Regions from separate parts of the Mus musculus genome. Here region 1 is linked to region 2. A link is a contact called in public promoter capture Hi-C data. All regions are on one chromosome and are shown on one strand. The core of a region is the stretch at or near the end of the contact, and the rest is flanking DNA. Distances in the headings are between cores, read along the strand shown. Region 1 holds the start of Ube3c (ubiquitin protein ligase E3C). Region 2 holds the start of 9530036O11Rik (RIKEN cDNA 9530036O11Rik).

Region 1 (6,049 bases), core at 1,900-4,399, 1.1 Mb after region 2:
CACCATGGCTCAATACACAAATGACACTGCATTTATACAGTTATTGGTTGTTTTCTATACAATTAATATACAAAGAACTATTCACACTTTGGTTCCTGAATGCATGAAGCTGAGTCCTCAGTGCCTCAGCGGAACTCTGAAAGCATGGATAGTACTGAGCCTTATACATACAGTGTTTTCCACACATACTTGATGGGCTTGCACCTTTTCCCTCAAAAGAGGCATTTGACAACCTCACAAGCATTAAGTGAAAACTGATATGATAGCAAAGCTGACTGCTAAGTGTCTAATGGGAAGGTAACAAGTGCAAATGTGGATATTAAATGAGGGCATCATTCAGGTTATAGGAAGAACAGTAAGATTTCATCCGATTACTTAGAAAACTACTTGTGAGTTTTCTTGTATCTGGAATTTTCCATTTAATATTTTTGAACCATAACTGACTTAGGTATTTGAAATTATGTAGAAGGGGCAGATATCTGTATTTAATGTGTACTGATTATTTCTGAGTATACACCCAATGGTATCACTGCCACAAACAAGATAACAACACATTCAATGTCTCCTCCAAATAGTTCTGTGTCACCCAAACTGACTTGGGTCACCTTGTCACGTGTACTTTTGTGCAACCACTATCACAACTACTGATTTTCCTGGCACCAGAGACTATTGCGCTCTCCTCTACCTTGCCTGCAACTCTCATACCGTGGCTCTGTTCTAAATGGAATTTCATGGTACCAGTGTGACCTTTGGGCACTAGTGTTTCATCAGTGTAAAATCCTGTTCTCAAAGGCCATCTCAGGTGTTGTACAATAGTTACTCTCCTTTTGCTGTTTGGTTGTTTCCAGATTTGGGCAATTACAAAGCTGCTGCAAGTGTCATGTTCAGGTGTGGTTTCAGTCACAGCCCTCCTTACTCCTGGACAATTGCTAGTTCATATGGTAAGAATTTGTGTTTAAATCTTTATTAGAGCCAGGCATGGTGGCACATGCCTTTAACCCCAGCGCTCGGGAGGCACAGGCAGGCAGGTTTCTGAGTTCAAGGCCAGCCTGGTCTACAAAGTGAGTTCAGGACAGCCAGGGCTATACAGAGAAACCCTGTCTTGAAAAACAAAACAAAAACAAAAAACAAAAAACAAAACAAAAAAATCTTTATTAGAGAAACTGCCAAGGCATGTTGCAGGTAGTTCTGCATTCATTCTGAATTCTCAATAGAATGAGAGCTCTGTCTCCATGGCTTCCTTAGTGTGTAGTAATGTCACACCATCTGTTAAGTAGGAATCTGTATCTATAGGATTTTGATCTACCTCTTCCCCCGGCCTTTTAGTCATTACATATTTATTCAAACAATTACAAAAATATTGGGGCTCTTGTCACTGTTGCCAATACAGCACTAAACTTGAGGTTGGCAAGATGATTCAGCAGTAAATGTGCTTCCCATCAAGCCTGACGACTGAACTCACACTCTTGAATACACTTGGTAGTGGAGAACAGACTCTTATAAATTATCCTCTGACATTCAAATATGTGTACATACACACACACACACACACACACACACACACACAGAGCCAGTGAGAGAGAGAGAGAGAGAGAGACAGAGAGAGAGAGAGAGAGAGAGAGAGAGAGAGAGAGAACTGGTAAAATGATAGAACAGATGAAAAGTACCAGTTGCTTGCTACCAAGTCTTATGACCTGAGTTTGATTCCTGGTACCCATATAGTGGAAAGAGAGACAAGTTGTACTCTGACCTCCACATGCACATCATGGCATGCACCCTACCCCATAAACACTAAGTAAACTAAAATGTACATTTTTTTAATTAAAAAGAGGACTGGCTTGTATGGTGGTACAGATCTTTAATCCTAACACTAACAGGCAGTGGATAGAGGATCACTGTGAGGTCCAGGCCAGCTAGGGCTATACAGTGAGACCTTATTTCAAAAACAAAAAATTAAACTGTGCTGGAGACATGGCTCATAAGTTAAGAGCACTTGTTGCAGAAGAACTGGTTTCAGTTCCAGATCCTACATGGCAATTCCAGTTCCAAGAGATCCAATGCACTGTCTTGTACCAAGCACACACACATAATTCACAGACACGTAATATACATGCAGGTCAAATATTCATACATATAAATAAATCTTTTGAAGAAGAAACAAAAACAAAGCAAAACAAGATGTCTTCTATCATGTGCACATGGTAATGCATGTGTATGTGATATATTTATGTATCTGTATATATACTTGTGTATACACAATATACATAACATATATGTATGTACACAGAGCATATACTATATAATACTGTGCATGTACATGACATATATGCATAATATATATTTTTTTTATGCATGCCATGGCATGTATTTGTGTTAAACTCTATGTATATGCATACTGTTTTATGCATATGTATATGTGTATATATGCATGCATACATGATATATATTTATGTTGGTTTGTATGACATATGTGTATGTATATATGTTGTATATGACATCGATTCATTTACATTACTTTGTGTATATTTATGTTTGTGCTTATGTATATGTAATAGCACGTTTTTATACATGTACATACATATATTAAACATGCATAAGTGTATAGATATATGATAGGGTATATTTGTGCATTATGTATTTATGATGCATTTATACATTTGGCATGCATTTATATATATATATATGAATATGTGAATATATATATGAATATAACTTTCATTTGTTGGTGTGCATTTGTGTATTTGTATGGTGTGTGTTCACGAATACCTTTGTTCGTATAACATATATTATTCGTCTCTGTCTGTCATGGTGTAGAGTCTCTGCATTAGTAACCTGTTCCCCCACATCTAGCTGGAGGGTGAAAGCGGCCTCTTATGCAGGGCTTCCGGTCTCCAGCAGTGCGCGCGACCCGGTCGGCGTCAATGGGCGGCGGGCGGCGGAAATCGTCTGGTGGCATGACGCACGCGCGGAAGGATGTTGCACCCGCGGAGCCGCGCACGCAGGCAAGTCCAAGGGCTGCCGGGAGGAGCACCGTATTATCGATGGCGGCCCTGGCGTCGGTGCCCGCGCTCGCGGGGGCTGCCGGGAGGAGCGCCGCGCCGTCGATGACCGCGCACGTTCACGGGACCGCGCGCGCAGTGCGGGCGGTCACCATCTTGGTACCTACGGCAGCGCGGTGCAGGCGCGAGTCGGGGCGTCCCTCGCTTGACGGTGGCGCGCTGTGGATAAATAAGCAGCGGGGACAGGCCGGCCTCCAGCGTCGCCGCGCTCGCGCCCGCGTGCAGGGCGGAGAGCGCTGAGCCTCGGGGGGGGCGGCGCGGGACAGCGAGGCCGCGACCCTGCCGGGCCCCGCCCAGCCCGCCGGGCCCGCCCCCGGCCGCTCCGCTGCCTGCCGGGCCGCGCAGATGGGATAAGCGGCGAAGATGTTCAGCTTCGAAGGCGACTTCAAGACAAGGCCCAAAGTGTCTCTCGGTGGCGCGAGCAGGAAGGTGAGGCGGTGCGGCCCGAGGTGTTAACCGAACCCGGGTCTGACAGCACCCAGGCGGCGCTGCTCCGCTGTAAGGTGTGGAGCGAGCTCCAGCCGGGTGCGGCTGCGGTGCAGTCCTGACAGGTTTGTGAGGAGGCTCCAGAGGAGCGCTGTCGAGCCGCGGACTGAGCGGCTGGGTCATTCATTGCGACCTCGCGGCCGCCTGCCCAAGGGCCGCAGTTTTGACCTGGAAGCACGTGCACTGGCAGTCTGGCTGGGGGCGTTACACAGTTAGCTGTCCAGCAGGGCGAGGCAGGTGCCCCCGCCCCCATTCCGCCCTTTAAGAACTCTTTACAAGCTATAAACTTGACATACCCGCTCCTCACAAAGCTTGGAGTGAGTGCCTTGCCCTCAAGAACAGCTTAGGGAAGAGTCCCTCGTGCCTGTGAAGTGGGAGGGGGCAGGTAGGACAAGGTCTTTGTAATCTGCATCGCGCTTTAGCTTGCCCCACTCGGAGCAATACAGAGTTTTGCCTGCCTGAGGCCTGAGGCCCCGGTCGCTTTTGGACCTTTGCTTGGTGATGGTTTTGACACTGGTCGGCTTTTTGGGGCTGTCTGAAGGATGAAGGCAATCGGCCGTGATGCTCTAGGCCGAGCCCGGAATCCAGACAGGATCCCTAGAGTTGTTAAAAGGATTTTTTTTTCCCATTAGGCGAAATTTTAAAGCTTTATTTTAAAAATTTATACATATGAGTGTTTGCCTGCATGTATGTAATGTGCACCACAGGCTTGCTTAGTTCCCGCAGAGGTCAGAAGAGGGCTTCCGATCTCCTGGAACTGGAGTTAAGGACACTTGTGAGTTGACATGTGGGTAGTAGGAAGAAAACCCAGACCCTCAGTAAAAGCAATAAGTGACCTTAACTGCTTAGCCATCTCCCTAGCCCTTTAATGTAAAATTTTTTGTCTTTTTTTTTCCCCCAAATTATTGTACGTTTGAGAGCAGTGTTGCTGAGCCTTTGCTCCAGCTTCATTTTATAAAGGATTTTTATCTGGACACACATTTGTAAATGGTCACTCCTGAAAACGAATGTCCCATCCTACCCATAATTGTTCTTCACCAAGCAAACTGCTTTTCTGACCAGTTTCTACAGGTCACTTTTAACGTTGAGCTTCGTGCAAACGAGGTCAGATGAAGCTTGGTCAGCCTCTGTGCCTTGCTTCTTGAGCTAGGTGCTTTCTTTGATAGATTCTTCCATCCCACTGTGTCCCTGTTAGTTCAGGACCTGAAAAAACCATAATTAACCCATCCTGGTTTTCATGGGTGCTTTGGTGGATGTTGCTTACACTGTGTTCTGCTGGTGCACACTGCCCGTTACTTCCCGAGTTGATGTGCCCACTACCCTACAGCCAGCAGTCTGAGGGCACCACTGACTCAGATCCTGGCCAGTAAGTGATATTAAGAGTCTTTGGAATTAATGGCCATTCTAGTATACTTCATTCATGTCTTAAATTATAATTTGAAATCTTTCCCTTCTTCAGCTTAGTGGAAAATTGATCTTTTCCTTTTTCAAAGTTAATGAATATTTTTATGTTTATTATCTTTAAGAACTATATGCTGGAAAAGTCCAAGACTTGATGAGTTTATTGGGGAGTTTGTTGGGGAGATAAGATTTAAACCTTGAAAAGTTATGGTGTACTAATGACTGGTTTTTTTGTTTGTTTATTTCAATTGTTTTTGTACTTCTTTCAGGCTAATACAGAAACACAGAATTGGTTGACATGCTCTAGAAAGGTGGGAAGTAGTAGGATGGGTTTGAAGGGACAATGTAGAAAGTTTGAAGTAGGTGTGTGGTGGGTTCCAGTGCTTCAGTTCTACCATTATCTACATGTATATTGTTTGAGACAGGACCTTATACTGGAATCCGACTGGCCTCAGACTCACTGTGTAGCCCACTCTGGCCTCAGATTTATGTACAGTCCTTCTGCCTCTGCCTTCCAAGTGCAGGAATCACAGACAGGAATGCAGCAACAGGCCCAGCTCTGGGTCAGTGCTTCTGAAATCAGGATACATCCTCATGGCACAGTTTATTTGGTAGCTTTGTGTGTGTATAGAAGACTATCTTAGTAGTCAGTTTGATTGCAAGTACAAAAATCCATTGAAACGAAGTGCAGAAAAGCAAATAAACAAAAAGCCTGTGAGAGGCATGATGATATTTCATAAAATGTGCAAGTCAAAAACTGTCCAGTTTCTATGCTACCGGTACCAAGGTAGTTTAGGTCAGCTATTCTCTTTGAGTTGCATTCTTGACTTTGTCTCTGTATATAGGTCCTGTCCATTTATTTTATTCTAGCCAAGCAGTGCCCATATATGGTTTCCTAGTTGAGTGCCTTGATCTCCAAGGCAATCTTCTGGAGAGGAAATCTTGGCTGGATCATGGTTTCCACCTGTGAGCTGAGTCTCAACCTCTGAGGGGTGAGTTGAGGAAATCTTCAGTACAGATTATTCCAGGTGTGTGCTTAAGCTAGGAGAAGACAGAGGAACAGAATGCCAAGGTTCCTGTGGGGTTCAGACATGTGTGGAACC
Region 2 (6,118 bases), core at 1,122-3,621:
CTGCCTTGCGACTCCTCGCGGCTCAACCCCTGCCTGCGCGCCCTAGGGAGAGAGCGCGCTCGGAGCCCTGCGCTCTGGCGGGGCGCGCTCCGCGCGTGCAGAGCCAGGGACAAGCCGCCGGAGCTCGCCCCCACCCCCAACCCCCGAGCGCGCTGCAACCCTAGTCCCGGGATCGATAACGCAGGAGTAAGTGGAGCTGAAAGGCGTCTACCGTGGCTCAGCGCTCTTGCAGCTCTGCGACACGCAGAGGCCCGGCGCTCTGGGCACCGGAGCCAGACCGCCGAAGACCCCCCTGCAGACCCATCCGGGCTGAGGTACCCTACGTGTCCACGCCTGGCCTCTTTGCATCAGTAATCTTTTACCTCCTCACACCTTTCCAAGGACCTCCTCATCCTGAGACGCCCCCCCCCCCCCGGGGCACCCAACCAGGGGATGGGTGCCCGGAGCCAGAGAGAGAACTCGCTCCTTCAAGCCACACCAGTCGGGCGCCCCGCGGTCCGCGCAGAGTTAACTGTAGCTCGCGCAGCTCTCCGGCTCCCCCGCGCGCGCGCGCCCACACTCGCGGTCCAGATTTAAGGTGGTCGGGAGCAGATGAGGGAGATGGAGGGAGAAGATGGAGGGAGAACAGCCCTGTATTCAGTCTCCACGATTCCTCTTTGCTCCAGTTCTGGCCCGCCACCCTAAGGCTAGTCTCCTAGGCTTCCCATACAGCAGGTACCCGGTGGCGAGATGCGCGTCGCGTCGCGCGGGCTGTTCCACTCTTGTTTTCTCCAGCCCCCGCCCCCTGCACTTGCGCCCCGCCAGCGCCGCTCCGCCAGCCGCTCGGCGCACCTAGCCCTAAAGGTAGGACTTGAATATTTTAATAGGGCAGTAAAAAGGATGCTGACCTATATTTGCAAGGAAACCCATTTCCAGCTCCAGTCATACGTGCATGGAGTTTCAGAAAGTCTCGATTTGGCTGGGAGATTGGCAGCCTGGAAATCTCAAAGGAGGTGGGATGGGAAGAGAGGCTCGTGCTTTGCTTTGCCGTCTGTCCATCCACCCTCGTCGCCGAATATTTATTCGCTTTTAATTCTTATGCAAGCAGGTTAAAAATTAAAGCGATTGCAAAGCCAGCAAGTTCCAAGTCCCTCCCCTAAGGTACCGCGGGCTCTGGAGAAATGAGGAGCATCCTTAAAGAAATATCAATACATTCTCTGACCGGCACAATTGAGGACGATGGGATCGCAGTCAGGCTACGCGATACAGTGGGGACAAGACGGGCGCCTCTGGAGCTCCTGCCTTTTGTCAGAACTGCCCCCAGGCTTTCTCAGTTACAGTTCTTTGGTGGTGGTGGGGTAAAGGGTGGGGTGGTCTTGGGAGAAAAACACAGAAAAGGAAAAGGTAGGAGCTAGGGGACGAAATGCTCCAGGCTATGTTTGCAGTGACCTGGAGGCCCTTTGAAGTGTATAGGGGCATCCCCTCTCCCTCCATTTTCTGCCTCCACTTGGAAAGGGCAGACTCCCTCAGAGTAAAGGTCTTTCTAAGTTTCAAGCTAGAATACAGGTAGTTAGAGGAGGTCGTCCCGGGAGACTAATTAAATGAGACTAATAAAATGAGACTAATAAGATAGAGAACCCCATCTTCTGGTGCCCCATTCCAGCAAACCCTAAACTTCCTGCTGGACCCTTCACCTCCTTTTTCCTCCCGGAAGAGGAGTGCTAGGTGGGCAGGTGGGTGGGGAAGGAGAGAGCAAGCCGCCTTCCTACCTGCCCAAAGAGCAAACAGAGCAGGGCTGACTGCTTGGTCACACGCACCCCCCCCCCCTCCCGGGAAGGAGTCTGTTTCCCACCCGCAATGGGTCTCTACCTGAGTCATCAGCCGGTCTGCTCCCGTGTTTTCCTCATCCTTAAATATGATGTCGGGGTTGTAATTGGGGGTGAGTTCCTTAAATCGTTCGGAGTTTCTTGTGATCTTCCCTTCATATCTGCCGCTGGCCCCTAGGGTCTTCTCGGCTACGTTGGGAATAAACTGCTTGTAGGCTAAAGGGGTCAGCTTTTTGGGGTGCCGCCTCTTTCCAAACCCCCTGCCGGGCCCACAGGCCAGCCCGGGGCACACCAGCAGCGAGGAAGCAAGGATCACCAGAAAACATCTGGCCAGCAGCAGCAGCATCTCGTCCGCGGAACCTGAGGACTTGTGAGCTGTCCCCGCGCTGTCTGTGCGCGAGCGGGTACGCGCGGGTGTGTGCGTGTGCGCTCCTCCTTGCGCTCGGCTCTCCCTTCCTCGCTCGGCTCGTTCGTTCCCTCTGGCGCTGCCTGGCTCTTTCTCTTCCTATATAACCTTGCCTGCCGCTGCTGCAGGGGACTTGTCTCCGATCCCCACCCAGACTGGGGCTGCGATGGCAGGCTGCCGGTCGCTGGTAACGGAACACATCGGAGTTGGGTCTCGAGACAGCAATTAAAAGACAAAAAGAGCCTGATTTTAAATGGTAGCAAGGCTGGAGAGCTTGTGAGACAGGCTGCCTTTCGCACTATATTATAGCTGGCAGGGGCGCATCTGATTGGCCAAGCCGCACAAGCTTGTCTTCTGATGTTAACCCTGAGAAAGACTACATTTCTCCCCCCTCTGGCTGCTGTGGCTTTATTTTCACCTGAAGGCTTCCAGTTTAAAAAAGAAAGAAAGAGAGAAAGAAAGAAAGAAAGAAAGAAAGAAAGAAAGAAAGAAAGAAAGAAAGAAAGAAAGAAAGTCTTTACTAAGGTAAAGGTGGGTGGGAGGGAGGAGGCCTGTTTATTGGAAAAATACCCCGCACTGCCTGCTTTGTGCTCAGGGCTGCTTCCCCCTTACTTTCTCTAAATGGAAGATGCTTTGGTTAAAGCCAGCATAAGTTTTTAAAGGACAGTCCAGATGCTCCCCCCCCCCCCACAAGCTTTGACCATAAAACAGCCTCTCAATTGTTTGAGGGCAACGCTGCCTCCCTCCTGTTTGCCTTATTTACACCCCATCCCCAGATGTGAGTGTACAGGACAGACGTCACGGGGTTGTGAAAACAGCTCACCTGAGCATCTCCTGAATATTTAGCATCTTTAGATAGAGGATAATCACAGGTGGCCACAACCTAAAGAGTTGCTGTTTTAAGTGCCCTAAAATACTGTCCTTTATTGTATCTCACTGACTGCACCACATTCAAGCCTCTGCAGGTGGATGGATGCATCCCAGCTGAGGGGCAGGTAAAGAGTGTCTGCAGAATGTGGTGGGGTACATAGGTTCAGTGGGTCTATGTGCTGCACCCCAGCATGGAGGGCAGCTGGTGTGTGCTTGGTGGGTAGAGGTGATCTGCCTGGGGCAACTGAAAGTGGGCAAGGCTGCATGCGTGAAGAACCCCTTCCAATCTATCCTAGCAAAGTGCAGGGCTGGGGTAAGTTGATGTGGAATTCAGGCTCCTTAACACAGTTGTATTTCACAGGAGCTTTGCAAGCTAATTTTCAAGGAAAGAAGCTGGCTAGGTGTAGGGCCTGCAGACTGAAGGTGTTAGGGATCTAGAGGACAGTGTTCTGGCCATAAGGGGCATCTTAGAAGAGGATATGCTGTCTAGAGGTCACTACTCTTGGGGTGTCCAACACTCTTTCAGGAAAAAGAAAAATTTCCAGAAAAGTCTTAGTTGAACCAGAAAAATAGAATGTGAAACGCTTTGTTTTTATAGATCATAGAAATCTGCTCTGGCTTTTCTCCCATCCTACTCACAGGCAAGATTCCTCTAGGATGGGCGAACTATTTATGTGGAATGGAATACCTGCTTAGGGACCGAGTCCTCCAGTGTTATCCCATGAGACCAGCCTCTGGCTCTTGATCCTGTCCCAGTGCAGGGAGAGCCCAGCAAACCTGAAGCTCAGCTGGCAGTGGGGTTTTCAGAGGACTTAGAAACTTGGTTGCTTTTGAGTTAGTGTGAGGCGAGGAAAGTGCTTGCTACTGTCTACTGTGAGTCTCAATGGCAGTATGGCAGAGCCTCACCATCCCAGGCTTGGAAGGGTTGACTAAAGCCCGCACACCTGCCCTCTCTGGAGTTTTCTATCCTTTGATTTATGAGGACCAAGTACAGATTCTTAGTGGGAGTTGGTCCCAGCTTCACGAAGACCAAATAAGAGCCAGACTCTCCAGCCTGTATCCTCTGTGTACATCCCCCATCAACTAGAAAAAATGGATACAAAGGGGACCCACTGTTCTTGATCCAGAAGAGTGGGCCTGCCTGGCATGTGGCTTTCATATTACTAGCCGGTGGTGGGCTAGACAAGACTTGAGCATCCTGGAGCCTCATTTTGCTTCAGTATTTCCTTGTTCTCTGTGTATGCTGACCAGCACTCTCTTCTTGATGTCTTTGAATATAGACTGGTGAATGGATCATGCAACTGTAGACAGCTCTAGTCAGCTTTGGATTGGCAGTGGGGAGTGGGTGGGATTTCCTGGGGAAGGAGGCAGAAAATAAAGGCCACATTTCTCCCTGTGGTCAGGCTCATGATCCTGTTCTCAAGACAACAAATATGAACTGTGATTGCTTTTATCCAAGCATTTCTGTAACCTGGAGACCTGGAATACCTGCAGATGTGATTTGGAAACAAACCCCTAAGCTGCCAGTGTTCTATGTGGGCACAGCTGGCCTTGGAGTGCCCAGACATGGTCACCTCCCTTTTGGCTGTGAAGAAGGAGGTGACTTGGTTCTGCTCTGGCCCATTGCTCACCCCCACTCCATCTCTAGGGACAATGGATGCTAATTCCAAGAGAGCCTGATAAGGGCCGGCCTTCCTGGAGTCTGGAAGGATCTTTAGAAGGAAAGTAAAGATTTACTATAAACCCTGTTGTTTTTTTCCTCGTACCCAGGGACAGCTTGCTTCCTGTTCCAGGTTGCAGAAATGCTGGGATAAAAGCAATCACAGTTCATATTTGTTGTCTTGAGAACGGGATCATGAGGCTGGCCACAGGAAGAAATGTGGCCTTTATTCTCTGCCTCCTTCCCGGGGAATCCCACCCTCTCCCCACTTCCCAGACACCAGACACTCGCTGCCTTCCACCTCCAGACACCAGATGGCTCCCTCTCTTTGCTTTCCCCTCTAGACCATTTGGGCCCCTCCCTGTGCCTGTAAGAGGTTCCAGAGCACAATCTCTGCCTGGTGGGGCCAGCCATTTAACTCCCAGAGGCTACTTCTCATTTGTGTAGGTTCAGCTATTCCTCCTGCTGGGCATTTGCAGGCTCTCACTCTTCTTGTTTCTTTCCGTCCAGCGTTCTTTCCTTCACTCTGAGGAGCACTGGCCAACCTTTGACTCTGCCCCACACCCCTGGAGGCATAGTCCTGGGCATGGCCCCTTCCCCCTTCTGGCCCTGCCGCTAGATGGCGTCCTCACTCTGCCTTCGGCCCTGGCCTGCCCGGTTGGGGAAATTCTGCAGTCTCCAGTTGGAAGGGCCTGGAAGCAGGACTAGGCTCTTTGGCTCCTCCTTGCTCTCTGACACTTGTCTTTCCTTTCCAACCCTTAATTTCCTTTCCCCAGTTTGAACTAGGGATCCCAGCCCAGCCCTGCCTGCTGGCCTCTTTTCTTTTCTCCCAGTTGATTTCTTTTCCTTAGAACAGCTCTGCACCATCTCATTCTATCCAATCACCCAGTTAAGTTTCATTTTCTTCCTGATTTTTTTTTCAATCTTGGCAAATAGAGTTTCACTTGCTCCATTTTGTTCTCTGGGGTGATATCTAGGGGAGAGGAAAACCTCACAGCCAAGGAGAAGCCCTAAGCCTGGGAAAGCTGCTTCTGTGTTAACAGCCAGAGAATCACATGGCTGTGAGATACTTTGTCCACGCCCTCTCCAACCTTCAGTAGTCCCTGTGTAAGGTGTAAGCCATGGATATTTAATTCAGGCCTCAGTTCTGTGAATCTTTGTAGTCTCCAAATGATTTCCGTCCTCTACAGGGCCACCAGCTACATTTGTGGCTGAAAAGAGAAACTCAGTGTAGGCAGGTGGCCTTATGGCCCAGAGGACCAAGGGATGGGTCTGGATGCCATAGCTAGTTCTTCTGACCCAGGTCTGGGCATTTCTTTACCATAGGTACTTTGGCACTCCAACATGCCACCACCTTTCCTCCAGTCTTGGAGCTGC

Evidence for each region. Promoter capture Hi-C pulls out the DNA fragments that hold promoters and counts their contacts.
Region 1: a promoter capture Hi-C map of hippocampal neurons shows a contact between it and region 2, with 10 times the contacts expected there. The contact joins the promoter of Ube3c here to the promoter of 9530036O11Rik in region 2. A contact is called at or near these places in 7 of 39 promoter capture datasets (the 3T3-L1 cell line, cranial neural crest, embryonic stem cells and 3 more), 4 of 115 datasets of contacts at active chromatin or transcription factors (astrocytes, embryonic forebrain, embryonic stem cells and 1 more) and 1 of 9 other capture datasets (embryonic stem cells).

The regions. Positions count from the first base shown.
Region 1 is chr5:29,566,093-29,572,141 of GRCm38.p6, forward strand. Ube3c (ubiquitin protein ligase E3C) reads left to right here and starts at 3,150. Exons shown (of 23, transcript NM_133907.3): 1 at 3,150-3,488. The coding sequence starts at 3,423.
Region 2 is chr5:28,464,613-28,470,730 of GRCm38.p6, forward strand. 9530036O11Rik (RIKEN cDNA 9530036O11Rik) reads left to right here and starts at 2,372. Exons shown (of 7, transcript NR_015562.2): 1 at 2,372-2,736. Shh (sonic hedgehog) reads right to left here and starts at 2,489. Exons shown (of 3, transcript NM_009170.3): 1 at 1,849-2,489. The coding sequence starts at 2,151.